Linked DNA regions of Cricetulus griseus: region 2 is linked to region 1. A link is a contact called in public Hi-C data. All regions are on one chromosome and are shown on one strand. Each heading gives the region's core, a stretch centred on a gene start, on an enhancer-like site or on the middle of the called end of the contact. The rest is flanking DNA. Distances are from core to core; before and after follow the strand shown.

Evidence for each region. A called contact is a pair of places that touch in the nucleus more often than the background predicts.
Region 2: a Hi-C map of the CHO-K1 cell line shows a contact between it and region 1, with 4 times the contacts expected there. The contact joins the enhancer-like site here to the promoter of Pstpip1 in region 1. A contact is called at or near these places in 3 of 8 Hi-C or Micro-C datasets (the CHO-K1 cell line and fibroblasts).

The regions. Positions count from the first base shown.
Region 1 is chr4:167,619,170-167,623,931 of CriGri-PICRH-1.0, reverse strand. Pstpip1 (proline-serine-threonine phosphatase-interacting protein 1) reads right to left here and starts at 1,987. Exons shown (of 15, transcript XM_027415027.2): 1 at 1,761-1,987; 2 at 129-229. The coding sequence starts at 1,859.
Region 2 is chr4:167,716,899-167,722,282 of CriGri-PICRH-1.0, reverse strand. It overlaps Peak1 (inactive tyrosine-protein kinase PEAK1), which reads left to right. Exons shown (of 7, transcript XM_027415020.2): 7 at 1-5,384. The coding sequence ends at 620. Among named protein-coding and RNA genes, the nearest start is that of Tspan3, 48 kb to the right of the region's middle. Within about 2 kb of position 2,587, at least 2 of the 6 cell types and tissues checked have open chromatin away from gene starts, as enhancers often do. A contact at or near this core is called in the CHO-K1 cell line and fibroblasts, where this site is marked.

The sequences.
Region 1 (4,762 bases), core at 738-3,237:
TGAACCATCTGAGGAGTTTTAGCTCTTAGCTTTTGAAAGCAGACCCATACTGAGAGCAGCTGGGCTCTAGGGGGCGTAACCACTCCCTTCCCTGTCTGCTCTGACCACCCAAGCCCAGCCCTGCTTACCTCTGCCTGAGCAGCTCCTCCACATCTTTGCACATCTTCCTGCCATCCAGCAGCCGCTGTAGCAGTACCTCATATCCCGTGTGGGCCGTGAAGTCCCTGCACTGTAACATTGGACATTCATGAGGACCCCAGTAGGACAGCAAGGACCTTGCTGACAACCTCTGGAGAACAGCCTCTTTCTGGCCTCCATGTCCCTGGTCAAGCACCTACAGGTTAGGGCCAGCCTCATGCTGGTACACAGTACCACCCCATACATGGAGGTTCCAGGACCACAGCTGTCAGGCCTCAAGAGTCTGATACAGCAGCTTTAACACAAGACAGTGGGTAGATGAGAATGGCCCTACTGAGGCTCCGTGATGACAGCCAGGCCCCAGATTCTTTCTAATTAAATGCCTGGTGTGGCTTGTGCCCTATGACCTCATGACTTGAGCTAAGTAAGGAAGCATGTTCAGGAGGTAAAAGTGGTGACTGGTCATAGAACACCTGGCCTGGCTCAAGTTCTGTTGCATCCCCTGCTGGAGTCATCTCTTAACTAGGGGATTCTGGGAAGCAGCTGACCTTGTGCGTAAGCCTTGTGGAGCCAGCTAAGGCCTAGATCCACAGCTTAGTGGCCAATGGACAGCTGACCCTAGGCTCAGCACTGCTCAGAAAAGGGGATATGAGCTTACAGGCTGAAATTCTACAGAGAGATGCAACACTTCAAGTTGGCTGAATGTAGACAGGGGTGGGGGGCACTTATGCCCCCTGTACTCTTCCCAATATCTGATTCTCTGTAGATCTTGAGGTCCACCAAATCCCCCTGTAAGAAACTTACTGGAGGTATAACCCAGGTCTTCTAGGCAATTGCCCTAACCCTAAGCCATACCCTCAGTCCTTTTCTTGATTTTTAATAATAGCCTTAGCTGGCTATGTGATACCCCAACCTGAGACAGTTGCCCCTGCAACTTGCTGCAGGCCCATTAGGGGCAGGCATCTCCCTTCCAAGTCTAGGCTGTACCATCCGGAGCCAGGCTCTCATTTTTTATGTCTTTAAAGGTCAGCTTTCTTTCCTTCCTCCCTTCCTTCCTTCCTCCCTTCCTTCCTTCTTCCCTTCCTTCCTTCTTCCCTTCCTTCCTTCCTCCTTCCTTCCTTCCTTCCTTTCTTTCTTTCTTTCTTTCTTTCTTTCTTTCTCTTTCTCTCCCTCCCTCCCTCCCCTCCCCCCCCTTTCTTTCCGAGTTTAGAGCACAGCTTCCCACTCTTGACCTCTGCCCTCCCTGGGGACTCCCAGGTCAAAGTCTGTAGCAGCATGAGGAAAAAGTGAGTCAGAAGCTACAGATACCCCCCTTCCCTGTGGGGGTCACTGAGCTTGTGTTAACATTCAGGGCACAAAACCACAGACCCCAGAACTGTGAAGAATCTGTCCAGTGCCCCTCAGCCCTTAAGAAACTGAGCCCCAGAGAAGGGAAGGGCCTGCCTGGAGCTTTATTACAAACTAGAACCTAGCCCCTCAGGAGACTTTCTCCTCTGAGGAATTTTTGCAGGGAGGGCTAACGGTCTATGCTTCCTCCCCCATGCCCAGTCCTGAATCTCCAAGGGGCTCTTTCTGTCCTCTGAGTCCCAGGGTAGAAAAAGGAAAGCCAACCAGACTCACACCGGCCATACTGGAGGACATGAAAGGCAGCAAGGGGCCCTGCAGCCCAGGTCTTCAGGAGCTAGTGTCCTCGGCACCTGCAGCAGGCTAGAGACTCCCATCCAGCCCTTGTGTGCTGCCGCTGTGGTGGCGTCAGGCACAATGAGCCACAGTCACAAGTGATCCAGCTGTTCTAAGGGAGTGTCTAGTCCCTCAGGGCTGCCTGCCTTGCTTCCATCCCTGCCCCCTCATTCTCCTCCTCCTTCACCCCCACACCACCACCTTCTCAGCAGACAGACTGATTCACTGCCAAGGGAAGAAGGAAGGGGATTGTGGGAAAGAACCTCCCAATCAGAAGTCCACCATCTATCCACGGCAGACTCCCCAGGGCTACCCCAGCTCGCTCTCTCTTCCCCCCCCTTTCTCACCTCTTCCTGTCCACCATTAGCCTGTCAATCAAATCCTGCCCATGATGTTACCCTAAAGCATGAAAATAGAGCCCTGCCTGGGCCTTGAGCGAAGGCTCAGAAGTTAGGAGCACTTACTACTCTTGCAGAGGTCCCGTGGCTCACAGCCTCCTGCAACTTCAGCTCCAGGGGATCTAACTCCCTCTTTGGGCCTCTGCAGGCACCCACATGTACATGCACACATACACATAAATAACAAGACAAATCTTTTAAGACAACGAAGCCCTTACTGGATCCACTACAACCTGCTAGGCATTTGCCCTGAGAAGGGCTTTGCAGCAGTGAATGGGGATCTTCTGCAGCCTAGGCAGCACTCCAGGAGCTGAGCCATTCCCAGGACACAGCCACCCAGGGACACCATGGAGGACAGCCAGGCTTTGGTTGCCAGCAGCCAGCCAACACTGAGGCCTAGCCTCATTACCCTCACCAGCCCTTTGTACCATTCCCTGCTCTGGCTGAGCCCCCATGCTCTCCCTAGTCACTTACTTTTAGTTTTCTTTAGAAGTCACTGATTCTGGAGGCTACATAACTGTGTATTATCAGTTCCCTGCTAGCTTGGCTATGCTGAAACCACTGATTTGGGGGAGGGGCATGAAAACTATGTTTGTCTAGGCCATTCATTATTCATAAACCTGAAGGCCTTTACTGCAAAACACCACTGTTTTCACCCTAGTCTTCATAGATATTATTTGGATGACTTTTTACCTGAAGAAGCAAAAATTCTCCTCAGATAAGCTATTACCCCCACTTCCTAACCAAGAAGAGTTGTAAAGTTTGCACACATGCAGGCCACAGATTGCTTTGCTTCCAGTCTTGCTCTCTATACATTGGACCGTCCTGCTTCCTGGCCCTATAAATAGCCCCCAGTCCTATTCTTTGGGCAAGTGGATCTTAGACTTGGAGCTCTGTCTCCCTGTGGATTTACTCTTACGAAGGTTTCAGTGGCTGGGATACTGGACAGGGGGGGAAACAGCCTGGCAGTAGCAAGCTCTCTGTTTGTGAGTGTGTACCACACACTGTTCCAGAACATTCCAGCCTTTGCACTGCTGAAAACACCAAGACTCAGCAAGGGAGCAATGGAAATGAGGCCCCAAAGAGGGCAGGGGACTGCCCAAGGCAATTCAACAGAACTTGGAGTATTCTAGGTTGGCTGGGCCCCAAAGCCACAGCCCCACAGACATTCAGTAGATCAAGGCTACTGAGCCATTCAGCCCCCAAAATGATATCACTTTGAAGCATTCAAAAATTTAATTTAAAAAAGATAGCTTTTGGTGTGGCTCAAATCAAACCCTTGTGTAGAAGGTTGGGGGAGGGGATAGCTTTTGGGGCTTGAGAGTTGGGTCACCTGGTAAAGTACTTGCTTTGCAAAGATGAGGACCTGAGTTTGATCTCTAGCAACCACACGAAGAAAGCTGAGTATAGTGGCATGCGTTTGTAACCCTGGCTTGCAGGAGGCAGAGACAGGCAGATCCCTGGGGCTTGCTGGCCACAGCCTAGCTGAATTAGTGAGCTCCAAGTTCCAGAAAGAGACTGTCTCAATAAACAAGGTAACTGACTCCTGAGGAAGGACACCTGAAGTAGTACTCTGGCCTCTCTCTCTCTCTCTCTCTCTCTCTCTCTCTCTCTCTCTCTCTCCTCTCCCCCTCTCTCTCATGCACCCACACACATAGGATAGCTTTGAGGCCGCACATGCCTGTAATACCAGTACTTGGGAGACTAGTGTAAGAGAAATATGAATTCAAGTCTGACCTGGGCCGTGGAGTGACAGCCTGTCTCAAAAAAACGAAACAAACTACAACAAAATATTAGCAAACCAACCCCCAGAACCCAAGTCAAAACGAAAGATATCTTTGGAAAATGATTAGTCAAATTGTCTCCACCTTAAAACAAGGCCACATTTTAGGATTTAATCCAGGTGCCCTGGACTCACAGGTGTGCCAGGTGGTCAGAGCAACACTGTCTAGAGAAAAAAACACCAGAAAAGCCACTAGAAGTCACATCCAGCCTGGTGGCCTGGGAATAATTCATGTCGGGCCAGGGTCCTGGGTGGTTAGTAGACACAGTCCCTTCACCTGGGAGGCCCACATGAGCCAGATGTGGGATCAGCTTTGCCATGTGGCAGGGGACCACTTTGAGCACCAGTGAACCTTGCCCTACATGCCCCACTGACTTGGAGAAGCGGCCTCCATCCCACTACCACTTCCTCCTTTCCCTGCTCATATCAGCCTTAGTGGCTATGAGGGTTGGCCACACAGACCAGGCCCTCTGAGCAAGAAAGTTCCCCCTTCTTGGGCCTGCCCAGGATGTGTGGTCAGGAAGCTTTCTGTGGGCTAGACCCACTCAGGGTGCTGGAGGTCAGTACCAGGTAACCAATCCTGCTCGAGAAGATGGAAGGAATTCCAGCCTAGATGTGGCTCACCCCACACACATGCAGGCCATGGCCCTGGCTATCCCCAGCCTCCACTTCCTCTCCTGTGGGAATGACCTCACAGGTCTCACTACATAGTCGATCTGAGAAACACATGAATGAGGGTGGACAGCAAACCCAGATCAGAGCT
Region 2 (5,384 bases), core at 1,338-3,837, 98 kb before region 1:
CTTGCCCCACCTCGGCTTGTCCCACAAGGCTCATTGTGAGCAACTTCTCTCAGGCCAAGCAGAAGAGCCATCTGGTGGATCCCCAGATCCTCCGAGACCAGTCCCGCCTTGCCCCAGAGATTATCACAGCCACCCAGTATAAAAAGTGTGATGAATTCCAGACAGGCATCCTCATCTATGAGATGCTACACCTGCCCAACCCTTTTGATGAGAACCCAGAGCTGAAGGAGAAGGAGTACACACGCACAGATCTGCCTCGAATCCCTCTCCGCTCCCCATACTCTTGGGGCCTGCAGCAGCTTGCTAGCTGTCTCCTAAATCCCAACCCTTCTGAACGCATCCTCATTTCTGACGCCAAAGGCATCCTCCAGTGTCTGCTCTGGGGCCCCCGGGAAGATCTCTTCCAAACCTTCACCACCTCTACAACCCTAGTACAGAAGAACGCCTTGCTCCAAAACTGGTTGGACATCAAGCGCACACTGCTGATGATCAAGTTTGCTGAGAAGTCCCTGGACAGAGAGGGGGGAATCAGCCTCGAGGATTGGCTTTGTGCTCAATATCTGGCTTTTGCCACTACAGACTCCCTGAGTTATATTGTAAAAATCCTGCAACACCGTTAATGTGGCCTGGACATTGTTCTTCTTATTAAATATTTCCACCTTCTTCATGTCGCCCTCATGTCCCTGTCCTAGTGCTCTCACTCAGAATTCAAGGAAAGGAGAGACGCTAATTTGCCGTCCTCGTCCGCGAGCAGAGGGAGCCATTCAGCAAGGTCATCCACAGCTTTGCACAGTGAGAAGCCGAATGTCTCCTTACTGTACAGAAATTCAACTGCACAACCGTGCAATCACCTTCCCTTGGAACATTTGTCATCTGAATAGCCCCACAAATACGGGGTCAAAAATGAAATGCACATTCATGAAGGACCAGCTCCAGTGGAGTGAACTTAGTAAGCAGTGTCCACCTCTTCCATAACTCTGACGCTTGCCTCTCCTAACTAGCTAGCAGTGCATGTCACCAATATCAGCTGTCATCCAGTAATGCTCACACAGCAGCTTCCTCTTCCTTAGAGTATCAATAACTGCCTCTTTCCCAGGAGGACATGCCATTTTGCTTAGTTTTAGTTACTGGCAACAGACAAGCCTTTGTTCTGGTATAAGGTGAAGGGGGAGGAGAGATTCCTGTCTGTTGGATCATGGGTCGTCCATTTCCATTTTTTGTTCTCAGTAAAGGTACCCTGCACAGAGAGCAGCCTGACAGCCGTAACCCCACTGCCACTGCTTGGCTGTCCTTTACCTTTACTCTGTCCCAGCCTGCTGAAGTCTGTGGCCCATTCCAGAGCTGACCAAAGGTGGTGTCACCAGTGCCTCAGCAGGATGGAATGCAGTTCAGATTTTATGAATAGTTGGCAGGACATGAGGAAATAATGTCCTTGTGTGTGCAATCCTCCAGGGGCCCTCAGGGAACAGACTTTAAAGTACTGTTCTTGACCACTGTCAGACCGATCAGCAGGGCAGCCGGGCTGGTGGTGCCTGAGTCAGTTTCCCCCACAAGCAGTAACTGGCCACCTCCCTTCCATCAGTAGCCAGTATTAACTACCCTGCCAAATGCTGTAGACAACATCTCTGAATTGAAATGGCTGTCCACTTAGCATTAACATCGCCTCAGAAAGCACCTCAAAGCTGGCTAGTTGAATGGCCAGAAGACAAGGGAGGAGGGGAAGGCCACTAAGATGGCTGACCTGCTCCTAAGGATGCCAGTCTCTTTCAGAAAGACTGCCTCCCAGAGTGAGTGCTCCTAAGACTTTGCAGTGGCCCTGGAGCTCAGCTCACAGGAAGGCTGATGGCTGCAGTGGATGGCTGAGAGCTGTTCCCGTGGGACCTGTGCTCTCCCATAATTATGTGCAATTTTTGTATGTATTTTTAATCTGTATATTACAGTGTTTATGTTGCAACTTTACCTGAGTGAGAACTACAGAAACCTTACTTCCCGTGGCACATACTTGCGCTAAGAAGCAAGTGTTCTTTCCACCTGTGTGTGTTTGTATGCTCATGCACTTGTTTTATTCAAAACTGTGAGTATCTGTTTACTTCAACCTTGAAATCCCAAGAGTCACTTGAATGGTGAGCGTATACACATGTGTGCCTGTGTGCACGCACATGCTGGAGATAGGGGCCAGGCCTCCAGGGAAGCAACCTGTGGCAGGGTTGACAGACATGTTCTCTATACCCTGCCAGTGCAGAACCCCGGGGAGCCCCTAATCCACCAGCGCAGGGTTGTCTTAAAGCCAAGACTGATTGTGCAGTATTACTTGGGTGGCACCTTAGTGGCCTTGGAAATTTCTAGACTTAACATTTTTAACAGCCTTTCATGTGATTCACCCTTATCAAAGAGGATCGAAAAAGGTGAATGTATTTTATTATGCATTTTTAAAGAGAATAATACGTGTGAGGCTGCATATGGAGAATGGCCTTGTGTTCCTGGCTAGGACTCCGAACTCCCAGGAAAGAGGGCTAGTTGGCTCACAGAGAGTCTTGTCTCTTCTAGATAGCATGACCATGGAGTTGGGCAGCCATGAGTCATGGCTGCATCACGCCTGGCAGGCTGGGGTTTGATTCCTCTTACGTAGCCCATGTGCACATAACTCCCTGCCTAATTATGCACTGAACTGGCAGCATAAAGACCATGGACCACATCAGCTGGCACAGCCCTTCACTTCCCACAATGTTTGCAAATGGAGACATACCTTCTCAATGTCGCTCTCATGGTGCCTTCCCGTGTAAATCTGAATGTTGACTATTTGATGAGGTTACATATTTAATGCAGAGTATTCCCTAGTCCCCTCTGTTTGTTCTGTCAGTAGTGGTTTCTTTCCTTTTGTTTTTCTTTTTTTTTTTTTTTCTTTTTTTTCCGTTACCTTGGATCCAGCCTTCTTTCACGATGCGGGAGAACACACACGCACACTTCCACTACCACTGTCTGACCACACTGCTAAACTGAGCGCTCTTCCTTCCATGTGTCTCTTACTGTCCACACTAGTGAAGGGCAAAAATGAAAGCCAGCTAACAAGAGAAGAGCCTCGGGCTTCCCGGAGACGGTGGCTGTGTGACTTGTCTCTGGGGGATGGCTGCAGAATGTGAGGGGGAGGGAAGAGCGTGTCCTAGGTTTGGTCAGCACAGAGACGAGAACTGTATTTCTAGGCAGGAAGGGGGTGGTCCTCTGAGAATGTCTCAAAATAATGAAATCCAGTCAATATAACTTTACCACAGATACTTTATATTCCGATTTTAATCCATTCATTGACTAGAAGGAAACCCTACCCTCTGCAGCCACACACACACACACACACACACACACACACACACACACACACACACACCTTTTATATATACATATATTATGAATTCTGGAGTGTCACTAGCGTAGTGCTTGAAGTTTTCACAAGTAACAGCTGCATTGACCAGATTTTTTTTTTCTGTTCTATTAAAGTCTATGCCATAGATTCTTCCATTATGTTAAGAGTTTGAACAACTGAGCCCCTATTGGAGCTTTTCCTTTAGCCACATGAGCAATCTCAGCACATGTGGGTGCTAGAGAAACAGAGCTGTGGCTATAGCAGGCCAGAGTAAATGTCTCTCAGAGTGCCTTGTTAGCATAGTCATCTAGCCATGGGAAGAAGAATTATTTCCTGGAAAGGCCTAGGCTACCAGCAGCCTCCTGTGCCACAGAGGAGAGCCCTTTGGGGATGTGTACACCCACAGAGTGTGCAAAAGTTCACCATAAGAGACAGCAGTTAAATGAGCAAACGAGCAACAAAACCTGTGGGAAAACAGCATGCGATTCATGAAAACCACCAACCCCAAAGCAGAGTTAGATTGGAAGGCAAAGCGATGGCAGTGGGTTTCAGGATTTGTTCTCAAGAGATGGTCTGGATGCGTCATTGGGGAACGTGCACTCGTACTCCCAAACTGCTAGTGCTGAGGGCCGAGAAGTACACCACTCAAGAGCTAGTCAGAGCAGCCTCCCATTGTAAGAAGTGCCAGTTCTGCCTCTGAGCTCAGGGTGTATTCATGAACATGGAAATCTAAACCTCCAGGAAGATCGATCTGTCTAAGAGTAAAAACTCCTGCTATCGCAAAGTTCCATGAAAGATCTTGAAGCCCAAGTAGTAGTAGGTCATGGAAGGCTAACACTCAGCTTTCCAAGTTTAATTTATCCAGTACTGGAAAATCACCAGACATTAGCTGGTGACCTGCAGTCAGGATTTTCCCTTAGCTTTTACCCAGAGTCATCTGAAAAGATACAGGCTAGTCTCAAAAGCTGGGATGGATTTTGGAGGCTTCATTATATTTGAAGTAATCGTGAGTATATAAAGCATACACACACTTGGAAACAGAACAAGAGGAACTCAGCCCCCTGGGCCAGCTCTGGCATGCTTGTCATTCCCCTCACTAGTGGATAAGGATTGAGATTCTGATCCAGCCTAATAAGTGAACAGGATGGCTGCCCATAAAACTGGGTTATTAGATTTACCTCATTGAAGCTCATATCCTCAAAGGCCCAAAGTGTTGCGCTGAGACAAACCCAAGTACCACTCCTGCTGAAGTGTACACTGGGGTCCATCTGCCCACACTCACAGCAGTGAATAGGTGGGGACACCATGGACCAAAACCAGTGCCCCAAAGGAAGTCCGAAGAGCCATAATGCAAGGTCCTAGACAGGTTATACCAAAGAAGCCAAGCCTTTTCACCTTGCTTCTTAGATGACGGGATTGAACTGTGGCAGATGCCAGAGGAAGGGAGTTTGCACACATTTCATGACCAGGGTAATTCAACTGGTAAGTCCATCCTCAAAAAAGAAAAGGACAAAAAAAGTTCTATTATTTTCAGGCAGTCCATTGTGTACATAGGAAAAAGAAGGTGATTGTGGTGGTGGGAGTAAGGGGAGTGGCAGTAGCCGGAGCAGAGTGAAATTCTCTGGTATCTAAGAAGGAGGAACTCTTAACTAGCTTGCTCACCGTGACTGGCTATTGCCCAGACTGTCGGCATGGGGACACCATGACTGTAATATTGAAAGCTTGGGTTTGAGGTGATTTTTTTTTTTCTTAAAAAGAAGGTGCTTTCAAAAGGTTTGTCTAAAGAACTCTTGGGAAATTTCTTAACACACTGTACCATCTTTATGAACCTTCCTGCGAAGGCAATTGTCATCAGCATTACCGTCACCTAATGTGTAAAAGTACCCAGACTGTCCAAGGTGCTACACAGCTGTCAAACACCTACCCCTGCAGCTGTTTTAAATTAGAGACCTCTGCATCAGCTGCCGCTGGAAATTTTGCCCACTTAGATGGGCTACAGGGGTGTGCATTCTGAATATTCTATATTACA